3 separate regions of the Mus musculus genome follow, and all the other regions are linked to region 1. A link is a contact called in public Hi-C and targeted proximity ligation data. All regions are on one chromosome and are shown on one strand. The core of a region is the stretch at or near the end of the contact, and the rest is flanking DNA. Distances in the headings are between cores, read along the strand shown. Region 1 holds the start of Pank1 (pantothenate kinase 1). Region 2 overlaps Kif20b (kinesin family member 20B). Region 3 has its middle 23 kb from the start of Gm22082.

What was found. Hi-C and Micro-C count contacts between places; a contact is called where the count stands out from the background.
Region 2: a Hi-C map of muscle stem cells shows a contact between it and region 1, with 1.9 times the contacts expected there. A contact is called at or near these places in 3 of 484 Hi-C or Micro-C datasets (cerebral cortex, cortical neurons and muscle stem cells), 2 of 130 datasets of targeted methods (embryonic stem cells and kidney) and 2 of 9 other capture datasets (adipose tissue and pancreatic islet).
Region 3: a targeted proximity ligation map of bone marrow-derived macrophages shows a contact between it and region 1, with 2.8 times the contacts expected there. A contact is called at or near these places in 9 of 39 promoter capture datasets (the 3T3-L1 cell line, 3T3-L1-derived adipocytes, the C10 cell line and 3 more), 6 of 484 Hi-C or Micro-C datasets (the 3T3-L1 cell line, the HL-1 cell line, embryonic fibroblasts and 3 more), 5 of 130 datasets of targeted methods (the 230-238 cell line, CD8 T cells, bone marrow-derived macrophages and 2 more) and 1 of 9 other capture datasets (liver).

The regions. Positions count from the first base shown.
Region 1 is chr19:34,877,715-34,880,720 of GRCm38.p6, reverse strand. It overlaps Pank1 (pantothenate kinase 1), which reads left to right and starts at 1,266. Exons shown (of 7, transcript NM_001114339.2): 1 at 1,266-2,197. The coding sequence starts at 1,645.
Region 2 is chr19:34,957,986-34,961,354 of GRCm38.p6, reverse strand. Kif20b (kinesin family member 20B) reads right to left here. Exons shown (of 32, transcript NM_001362434.1): 25 at 1,784-1,939. Among named protein-coding and RNA genes, the nearest start is that of Mir1950, 5.7 kb to the left of the region's middle.
Region 3 is chr19:34,771,730-34,774,703 of GRCm38.p6, reverse strand. No RefSeq gene overlaps it. Among named protein-coding and RNA genes, the nearest start is that of Gm22082, 23 kb to the left of the region's middle.

The sequences.
Region 1 (3,006 bases), core at 17-2,516:
CTATGTGTATTTTGTAGCCAGAAGAAGGAGGTATAAAGGGTTATAGGAATAGGGAGAGATTATAAGCCTGAAGGAGCAAGTTGTACAGAACTGGACAAAAATCAGATGGGCTGAGGCTGGATTACCTAAGGCAATTTCTCAAATCATATAAGCCCAAGGAAGCAGGGAAACAGGGATTAAGTTCTAGTTTTGGTCTTAGTCTCAGTTATGTCTCTGTGCCTTGGTTTCCTGATTTGAAATGACAGGTGGATGAAACAGAGTGGCCTCATTGATTCTGAACCTGTTGATTTTGGGAAGGGCTCTGCCAGAAGAAATCCTCAAACCAAATGTAAACCCCGGGCACAGCTAATGCCAGTTTTGGACCCATGGAGGATTTAGTTCAAGGGGTGGGTAGGCTAATCACAGGTCACTTTTGCTAGGATTAAGGTAGAGGGAAGTTCAAGTTGTTGAAGCTGGCCTTTGGAGACTTCGGTTCTCACCTCTTTAATACAGATGTTTTCAGAGGGTCAAAGAGCTTAGTTTGAGCTTGGTGATGTGCAAATTCAGTGAGGGGCCTGGCCTCTGCCCGCTGTATTCATAGTCATTGGAAACAATAGCCTGCCGTTATGTTCTCTCTATTCCTTCGTAGGGACAGAATCCCATGATAAGAAGTGTCTGACTGTTATATCCCCAGCCTGACTTTAATGTCTACATTAGACTCTTGTGGGCATTTATTATGTGCAAAGGTTATATTAGGTACTTTTGTGACACACAAGAGTCCCCTTTGGACAGACACAAAAGCTAAGGCCTCAAGAAGTCCCCAATACCCAAATGTGTCCCGCTTGCTGGGCACTGCCTATAACAGGTGTGTTAAGTACTGACTTTGTCTTTTGCTCAGTGTCAGTGGGAATCGGAACTGGGAACTGGGGGCTAACTCTGAGGGCTATCATGGTGCTGGTTCCCCTTCTCATAACCAAGGCAACTTTTTATTTCATAAATAACAGAACAGGGCATTGTCCCCTGCCGGTCTTTTCTGGGTGAGGAATGCGCTTTTTATAGCTTGGGATCGGTTCTGTTTACTTGGTTTCTTCTAGCACCGGTTATTCCTGCCTAGTTTTGTCCTTCACTGTCCTTTCTCTCTCTTCCTAGGTTTCCTCTCTGCAAACGACAACTCGAGAACACATGCTGTTTGTGTGAGTGTGCCAACCAAGGAATTTCACTCCCCTCCTTCTCCAAGGCTGCCTACCTCTCTATAAATAATTGTTCTCTTCCCTCCCTTCAGACCTGGGAGTAGTTTGGTCACATTAACGCACGCGCGCCTGCTCACACACTTTCGTGGGGCGGGGATGTAGCATGGGTGACCTTGTGAAGGTACTAGCCCACTGGGGATAGGATTAGCAAACCTGAAACCTCTGCAAATATCTGGCTTCCTCCGGCATTCCTCCCGAGGCTTCTGGCTGTCTCGTGCCTACCTCACCCAGTACCCTTTAGGCTCGCTCCGCCACACAAAGCCCCATCCGCCTATCTCCTCTTCGCAAACCCCGAGAACTTCATTCCGCACGTTGAAACTCGTCGGTGGCGGTGGCGGGTAGGACTGGGCATGCTCAGTGGCGGGGACAGGTCTGGGAGGCGAGGAAGCCGCATTTGAAGTGGCTCGGCCTTGGGATGAGGGGGAGGCGGGCTCCCCGGCCGGGGTCCACCGAGGTTCCCGCAGCTGCGCGCGATGCCGACACGCTGCGGGCGAGAGCAGCAAGCCCGGTGCGCGGGGCCCAGCTCGCCGAAGACGTGGGGACGCCGACGGGAGGAGGGGAGGAGCGCCGGGGCCACCAGCTCCCGACCGCGGCGCCGAGGCTGCGGGAGAGCAAGCCCCAGGGTGGATCGGAAGATCGGGGAACGGCCGACCGTGACCTCCAGCGAGGCTGCCAGAGCCGGAGCCCGCGCACCGCTCCGCCGGTCCCGGGCATGGGCGACCGCGGCGCGCAACACGAGCGCGCGGCCCTGCAGTCCCCGGGGGCCCCCGAGGGCGCCGCGGCCGCCGTGAACGGGCTGCTGCACAACGGCTTCCACCCGTCGGCCGCCAGCAGCCGCGACCCGCCGGCCCCACGCTTCCAGCTCCCGTCCGAGCTGCAGCCGCAGCCGCTGTTCGCCCAGCATGATTCTCCGGCCAAGAAATGCCGGCTGCGGAGGAGGATGGACTCCGGGAGGAAGAACAGGCCGCGTAAGTCCTGCCGGCAGGGAAGCGCCGGTGCCCGCGGTCGAGGGGGGCGACAGAGTGCCGCTCTGGACTGCGTCCTCCCTAGAGGCGTCGGGCGTCCAAGGTGGCGGCCCGCGGTGGCGCCTGTCTAGTCCGATCCGCCTACTGGGTCGGTCAGACACTAGCTGGAGCTGCTCCCTCGGTCACCGTAGCGGCTGGGAGAACGCACTGCCCGCTGTTATTGGTGGCCGTGGGGCAAACAACCCGACTGATCTTGGGTCTGGGACTAGGAGGAGGGCGGGCTGGCACAGCCCGGGGCTCACTGCTCCCTTCTCCGAGCACATCTTTTGGGGCGTGCATCTCAGGCTACCAGTTTGCCCTTTGAATCGCAGAGTAACCGCCAGTATCTAGGGCCCATTGGCAAGCTTAAGGAGGCGTGGAGTTTGACAATCCCCCAAATCACAGCCTATTAAACAGTGTTTCCACACAGCCAGTGAGACGGCTGGTGTAGAGGGAAACACCCACTGACACCATGTGGGCCGGAACGGTGTGGACCAATGAGGATTGCAGGTGGATTCCCCCCCTCCCCTTGGAGTGGGTCGAGTTGAGTGTTTGTAATTGTACAACTCCAAAAAGTGCGTTGTTTCACAACCTGAGACTTGTATATATAATGGTAGACTGTAAAGGGTACCTTCCCCACCTGACATTCTGGGATGTCAGTTTGTAGGTAGAGATTACGAGTTGTTTTGTTTTGTTTTGTTTTGTTGTTGTTGTTTTTTTTCCTTATCTGAGCCTAACTCCATTCAACTGGTTACCTCTTTGTGGGTGTCTTT
Region 2 (3,369 bases), core at 530-3,029, 80 kb before region 1:
ATGTATGTGCTCATGAGTACAAGTACCTGAGGAGTCTGGAAGTCAGAGGCATCTGATCCCCTGGAACTAGAATTAGAGAGAGAGGAAGTTCTGAGATGTCATGTGGATGCTGGGACATGAACTCACATCCTCTGCAAGAGGAATATGTGCTCTAAACACTAAGCCATCTCTCCAGCCCTCATAAATCTAGAAAAAAAAGCCAGAGAGAGAGACAGGCAGGCAGGCAGGCAGAGCACACGTGTGTACCAATGCTCCTTAAATTATCCATAGACCAGAAACAGGATAAATTTTAAATTTTCTCATTTTACAAAGCCAGTATTACACTTATACCAAAACCAAACAAGGACATGGAAAAAAAATTATTGAACAATCTCCATAGTGAACATGGATGCAGAGCAAAATATTATAAAAACAATGGTGCCCATTTTTTCCACTTATTCAATAAGACTAGATGTCTCAGTGCAATAAACCAAGAGAAATAGATATGAAAATAGAAATATGAAAATACAAAAGGAAGAAGTCAAACTATTCCTACTAGCAAACAATACGATTCTGTACATAAGACCACAGAGAAAAGTCTTAGGACTGACCTACGTCCTGAACAAAGTTCAAGTAGCAGTATACAAATGAGCAAAGTCAGTAGCTCAAGGATAAACAGAGTGAAAAGGAAAACCAGAAAAACAATCCCATTTGCAAGGACTTTAAAGAAAAATAAAAACTAAAATTAAACCTAACCAATGAAGCCCTCTACAATGAAAATGCTCAAACACAAAGAAACTGAAGACACTAGAACACAAAAAGACTTCCATATTTAAGTGTCAGCAGAACTAATATTGTAAGATGCCACATCACCAAACATAATCTACAGTTTTAATACAACTTCCTTCAAATTCCAATGACACTCTTCACAAACCGGGGGGTGGGGGTGTCAATCCTAAAATTCACATAGAACTTTACAAAAGATGACAGATGACCAAAGCAATCCTCAGCAAAAGGAACAAACTGGAGAAATCTCAGGTCATACTACAAAGCCATGCCTAAAACAGTACCATCTTAGTACCGCTTAAGTACAAACAGCATAGCAACACACATGTGTTTCCACAGGGAGTAAAAAAAGAGGACAAAGATGACACAGACTTAAACTCACATAGTTACCAACACCGTATTTTTGACAAAGATACTAAAACACAATAAATGGGCAAACTCGGCCACTTCAGCACCAGGGAATCTGTATAACAAAGTGCAGAATAAAAATGCTAAGACTTTCTCTCAAGCTACACAAAAGTAAACTCAAAGTGAATCAAAAGGCCTGAAGCTTTGAAACACTATAAAATATAACCATAGGCAAAGTCTTTCTCCATTAGTGCATGAAATAATCTCAAGAACTGATAAACAGTATTATAAAAAGGTAAAGAGCCTGCATACACTAAAGGAAATAATCAAGCGACATGAGAACATACAGAATCCTGGCTAGCTACACATCTCACAAGATGATTACTATCTAAACATAAAGAACTCAAACAAAATTAAAAATCAAACAAACCCCATTTGGGCTCATGAGAACAGTTTACTAAAGATGAAAGCACAGGCAGCCAGTAAACATGGGAACTGTTCCGAATCTTTAACAATCAGAGAAACACAATCAGGCATTTTCCAAGTGGCTAAACGAAGCGAGAAGAGGCAGGAAAACACAAGAACGAACGTCACGAGCAAATGTGGGAGGGCTAGCTCACAAAAATAATTTTAACAAAGCAAGGGGAAGAGATGAGTCATTGCCACCAACCACTTCATTCTGCAGCTTTAAACAGCGCTCCCTGTCGTCAGCATATTTTCTCATCTCCCTGTTTCGTACATTTTCTGCTTCTTTCGCTTGAGTGGTAAGGACAGCTTTTTCTTCTAACCACTTCTTTCTATCAGCTTTATATTTCTCTTCAGATTCCTTGGTAAAGATAAAAGTTATTTTCGCATGACAAAAGAGTTAAGTTTTAATAATATCTGCATGTAACCCATCCAGTTAACCTTTTAAAACACTATAAAACAAGTAGTTTTTTTTTGTTAAATAAAGACAATTATGAATTTACTACAGATTTTTAAAAAAACATTAACTGGGCTTATAAACAGTAGTTTCCTATGAAGTCCCTTTACCAACGAACTTAAGACAAATTAAACAATTGATATTTCTTTAAGAGTTACAGTGACTACAATATTCCCAAATGCCATCACATAGTTCCAAAAATAAAACACAAAATGACTTATAACTTATATAACTTATAAAAGGAACATTGAGAATAGATGCTTAGAGAATATAGATTAAGTGATTTTCAAACTGAATTCTATAGATCTAAGATTGTTCTCATGGTAATATAACTTCAGACAAAGAAAACTCTAAAACAAAACAGCACTCCTATCAGAATTACAAGCTTTGTAACACAGGAGATTACATTACCTCAGAAAAATGCTAATACAGCAACGAATAACAATCTCAACATGGCTGATGTACTACTGTTTGTCACAATAAATGGATAATTTCTATCAGCTGCTTTTGGATTTTTACAATGAAAAGGATATACTCTCAAGTATATAATTAATCATTACAAAGAAAAAGTAAATTTTCCTGTTATTTTTAGTAATTTAGGGCACACTGCTTTAATCACAACACTTTGGAGGCAAAGGCAGGTGGATCTCTGTGAGTTCCAGGAATGCCAGAGCTCCAGAGAGAGACCCTGTTTCAAAAGGAAAAAAACAAAATGCAAAAAAACTCATATACAGAAGTAAGTATGGGGCCACACGCTCATAATCTCAGCATTTGGAGGACAAAGACAGGAGGATCAAGGTTCAAGGCAATCCTCAATATATGTGTGTGTGTGTGTATGCATGCGTACTGAGTTTCATGCTAGCCTCTAGGAATTATTAAATACCATCAAAAAAGTATGTTTCTTCCAATTACTGTATTCTACATACAGCATATTAAACCTGAACAAGAATACACAAAAATACAAAATAGCTTTCTTTTATATAGCATATTTTCATGTTTCACTGTTCAGATACATAACACTACTCTAATTTGATAAACTTGGAAAAAGTTAACAACAATCAAAGTCTCCCAGTGGCTGTCTTCTGCAGAGCTATATTTACTAAGTAAAAAGTGGAGTAGAAAATATATTCAAAGATAGGAAAAGCAGTAACTTAAAAATTCTATATACAGTGTCAGGGTGTGAGCTTAGTAGGTAAAAGTGCTAGCTTCAAAAGCCTTACAACTCAGTCATCCTAGAACTTAGGCTTTAAAATATATACGGTGGCATACATATGCAGTCCCAGCACTCCTACAACAAAACAGGAGGCAGAGATAGAATTACCCTGAACCATTGA
Region 3 (2,974 bases), core at 439-2,938, 110 kb after region 1:
CATTACTGTCATGGCTGCCATTCTTCTCATAGCCACTATCCTGGTTTTCATAACCTTGCTCACCACTTTCACAGCCTCTGCTTCCTCTCAAGTAACCAAGGTCACCTCCTCTATAACCACCATCACTGTCACATCCATTCTAGCCATCCTCACTGCTGTCACATACACAACCACCTGGCTGCCACCAAAGCCATCATGAACGCTGAGGTTCCCTCAACACTAATAGCTATTACCACCCAAACCATCTCCAGGACCACCACCAAAGTTTCTGGAAACATCTGGATTCTTTGGCTGGATGAAACACTAGACAACTCTTGCTTCCACGACGCTTTTGTATGATTCATAGTTGTGGCCAACACAGTATGGTGTTTCTGAATGACAATCTTACCCACGGAGTTATGGTCATCAAAGGGAACAAAAAAAAAGTCATTCTTTTTTCCACTTTGTCAGTCATGATTTTAATCACTTCAGTTTCTCCATTCTGTGATGTTCTTGGGTGTCTTCTCTAATACCTCTAACTAAGATCTTTTCAGGCATAGGGCAACATTTGGCCTTTGAGAATCTTCTCTTGGTGTAGCTCTCTTTGATTCCTCTATTCTTCCACTGACCTTGTGTGACTCTTAAATTCAAAAATGCATCCACTTCCTCCACAATGGCGTACATAACAAACCCAAAGCCCCTGCATCACTTGATGTTTGGAATCTCTGACTACCACACAGTTGTTGAGGGTTCACCATTGCTTAAAATGGCTCATGAGATTCATCAATCCCCTTGAAGCTCAGAACTCCAAAGAAGAGCTTTGGCAGCTTTCCAACTCCTTGGGACTTCCAGTTTCTAAGACCTTGGCTTAAACATGATGGCAGTGAGGTGAGAGCCTTCTACAATGCTTCCCCAACTGCACCAACAGGCAGGAAGGAGTGAACTGAAGGACATATGGGGTTTCTGAAACAAGTTAAGGTTCTGCAGAGTGTTGGTTCCCTTATGATTCATTCTCCAGAAGTTTTTCTGCACAACGCTTTGCCTGGATACTACTGAGAAGTGCCAATTCCCTGCCCCAGTTGTCCAGAGAAGTTATTCTTTGTATCCCACTGCCAGGATCCCATCCTGTCTTCTACTGTTGTTATCTTTGCCACTGAAGCTTAACTTTTAAGCACAAAAACTCGCTTTTACACCTTCATGTTTTTCTAACACCTAGAATACAACATTGAACAGTAGCTAGGACATTGTAGAGGATCTAGTTTTAGGACATTTTCATCAGAAAAAAGAATCATACTCCTGAGAGTCTCCACTCTCAGCCCCTGCCAAACCCGCATCTGTTTCCATGCATTTACCCATTCCAGACATCACTCCTAAGTGAAATCATGTCCCATATAACTTTTATATTTAGCTTTTCCCATTAGTACAGTGTTTTCAAGGTTCTTGCACATTTAAAGCACTGCTTGGTATTTTGTACCTCCCTGTTATTTTTTTCTCACTTTTCAAAGGAGGAGACATTTATGTTGACTTATGATTTAAGGGATACAGTTCATCACGACAGGGAAGGCACGAAGGTGTGGCTTTATGGTGCTTCGAGAAGGCAACAGTTTATATCTCACTAGAATCTAGTATTTCACTCCCTTAAAAGGCTGAATAGTTGCATTTTATGTTGCAGGGATGTGGCCCTCTGCCTAGTTGCACCACTAGATGGCATCACTTTCCTAGGAATTCTCTGTTTTCCCTCAGGCTATTTAGTGAAACCACCACAAACAAAAGTAAAGTTTTGTTGACTCAAGAACTGCTTTCACTGCAAAACTGATTGAGGCCTACCTAAAAGATTAGTCACTGGGTACATTGACACGCTAGCACACAGCACACGTTGTGGATATAGTTATTATAAATGTGGGCTAAAGGCAACAGTGTCTTCTATAAAAGCGAATACTTTTGAGGGATATACTTCAAATATTTCTCTCATTCACATTGAAAGAATTATTGCATTATGATTTTTTTTTGGAAACCTGTCAATGAATAACTTCTATCAAGCCTGGAATAAACAGTATATTAGGTATTTTGTAATGCATGCCATAGTGAAATCTATATAAGACTTGGCCTGGAGAACCTGGCTCTGTCCATCGACAGAAGGACTTTAGGCAATGTAACCTCACTGGGCTCTCTTTCTTTTATTTTTCTTAAAAATATGTATTATTCTTATTTTATGTATATGGATATTTGCCTATCCATATGAACTGTGTGCATGCCTGGTGCCCACAGGTGCCAGGAGACACGTTATAACTTGGGTTGCAGACAGTTATGAACTATAAATGTACTGGGAACTGAACTAAGGTCTCATGTAAGAGCAGTAAGTGCTCTTACCACTGTGCCATCTCTTCCATCCCTCACTAGGCTTTCTTAAGTCTCTACAAAGGGCTGAACATAGGCAACAGCTTCTTTCTGGGATTTTATGAGCATCTAAAGACACTGTGATGTGGGAAGCCCTGCTCCCCAGGGATTTAATAACTCACACTCGTGTTGATATTAGTATATTAGCTTAGTGTACTCAGCATAATTAAGTCATATCACAAATGATATGATATGTAGACGTACCCTACATTTTATGACCTGAAACAAAAATGACATTTTGAGCATCTTCCTCAGACCATCACTGGAGAGGGCAGTTTGTAGATGACATGAATGTGGAAAGGGACATCTCAGGGGTGCAAACATTTTGTGGAGGGAGAGAAGGAGGGAGGAGAGTATGGAGGACAGATAACCAACCTTAAACATTGTGAAAAAGTCATATAGAAACCCATTATTTTATAAGTTTATTAAAAGCATAATTTAAAAACAGTCTGAATGGAGACATCCTGCCTGTTATAAATATAGAAGCCATAGGTTATAAACAGAAACCACAGAGTCAAATGAAGGGTAGCTCCCTGTGAGTCAGGAGGCCCCCAAATAGAGGTCACTGTCATTGCTCTTGGTTGCCAACAAGAACTTG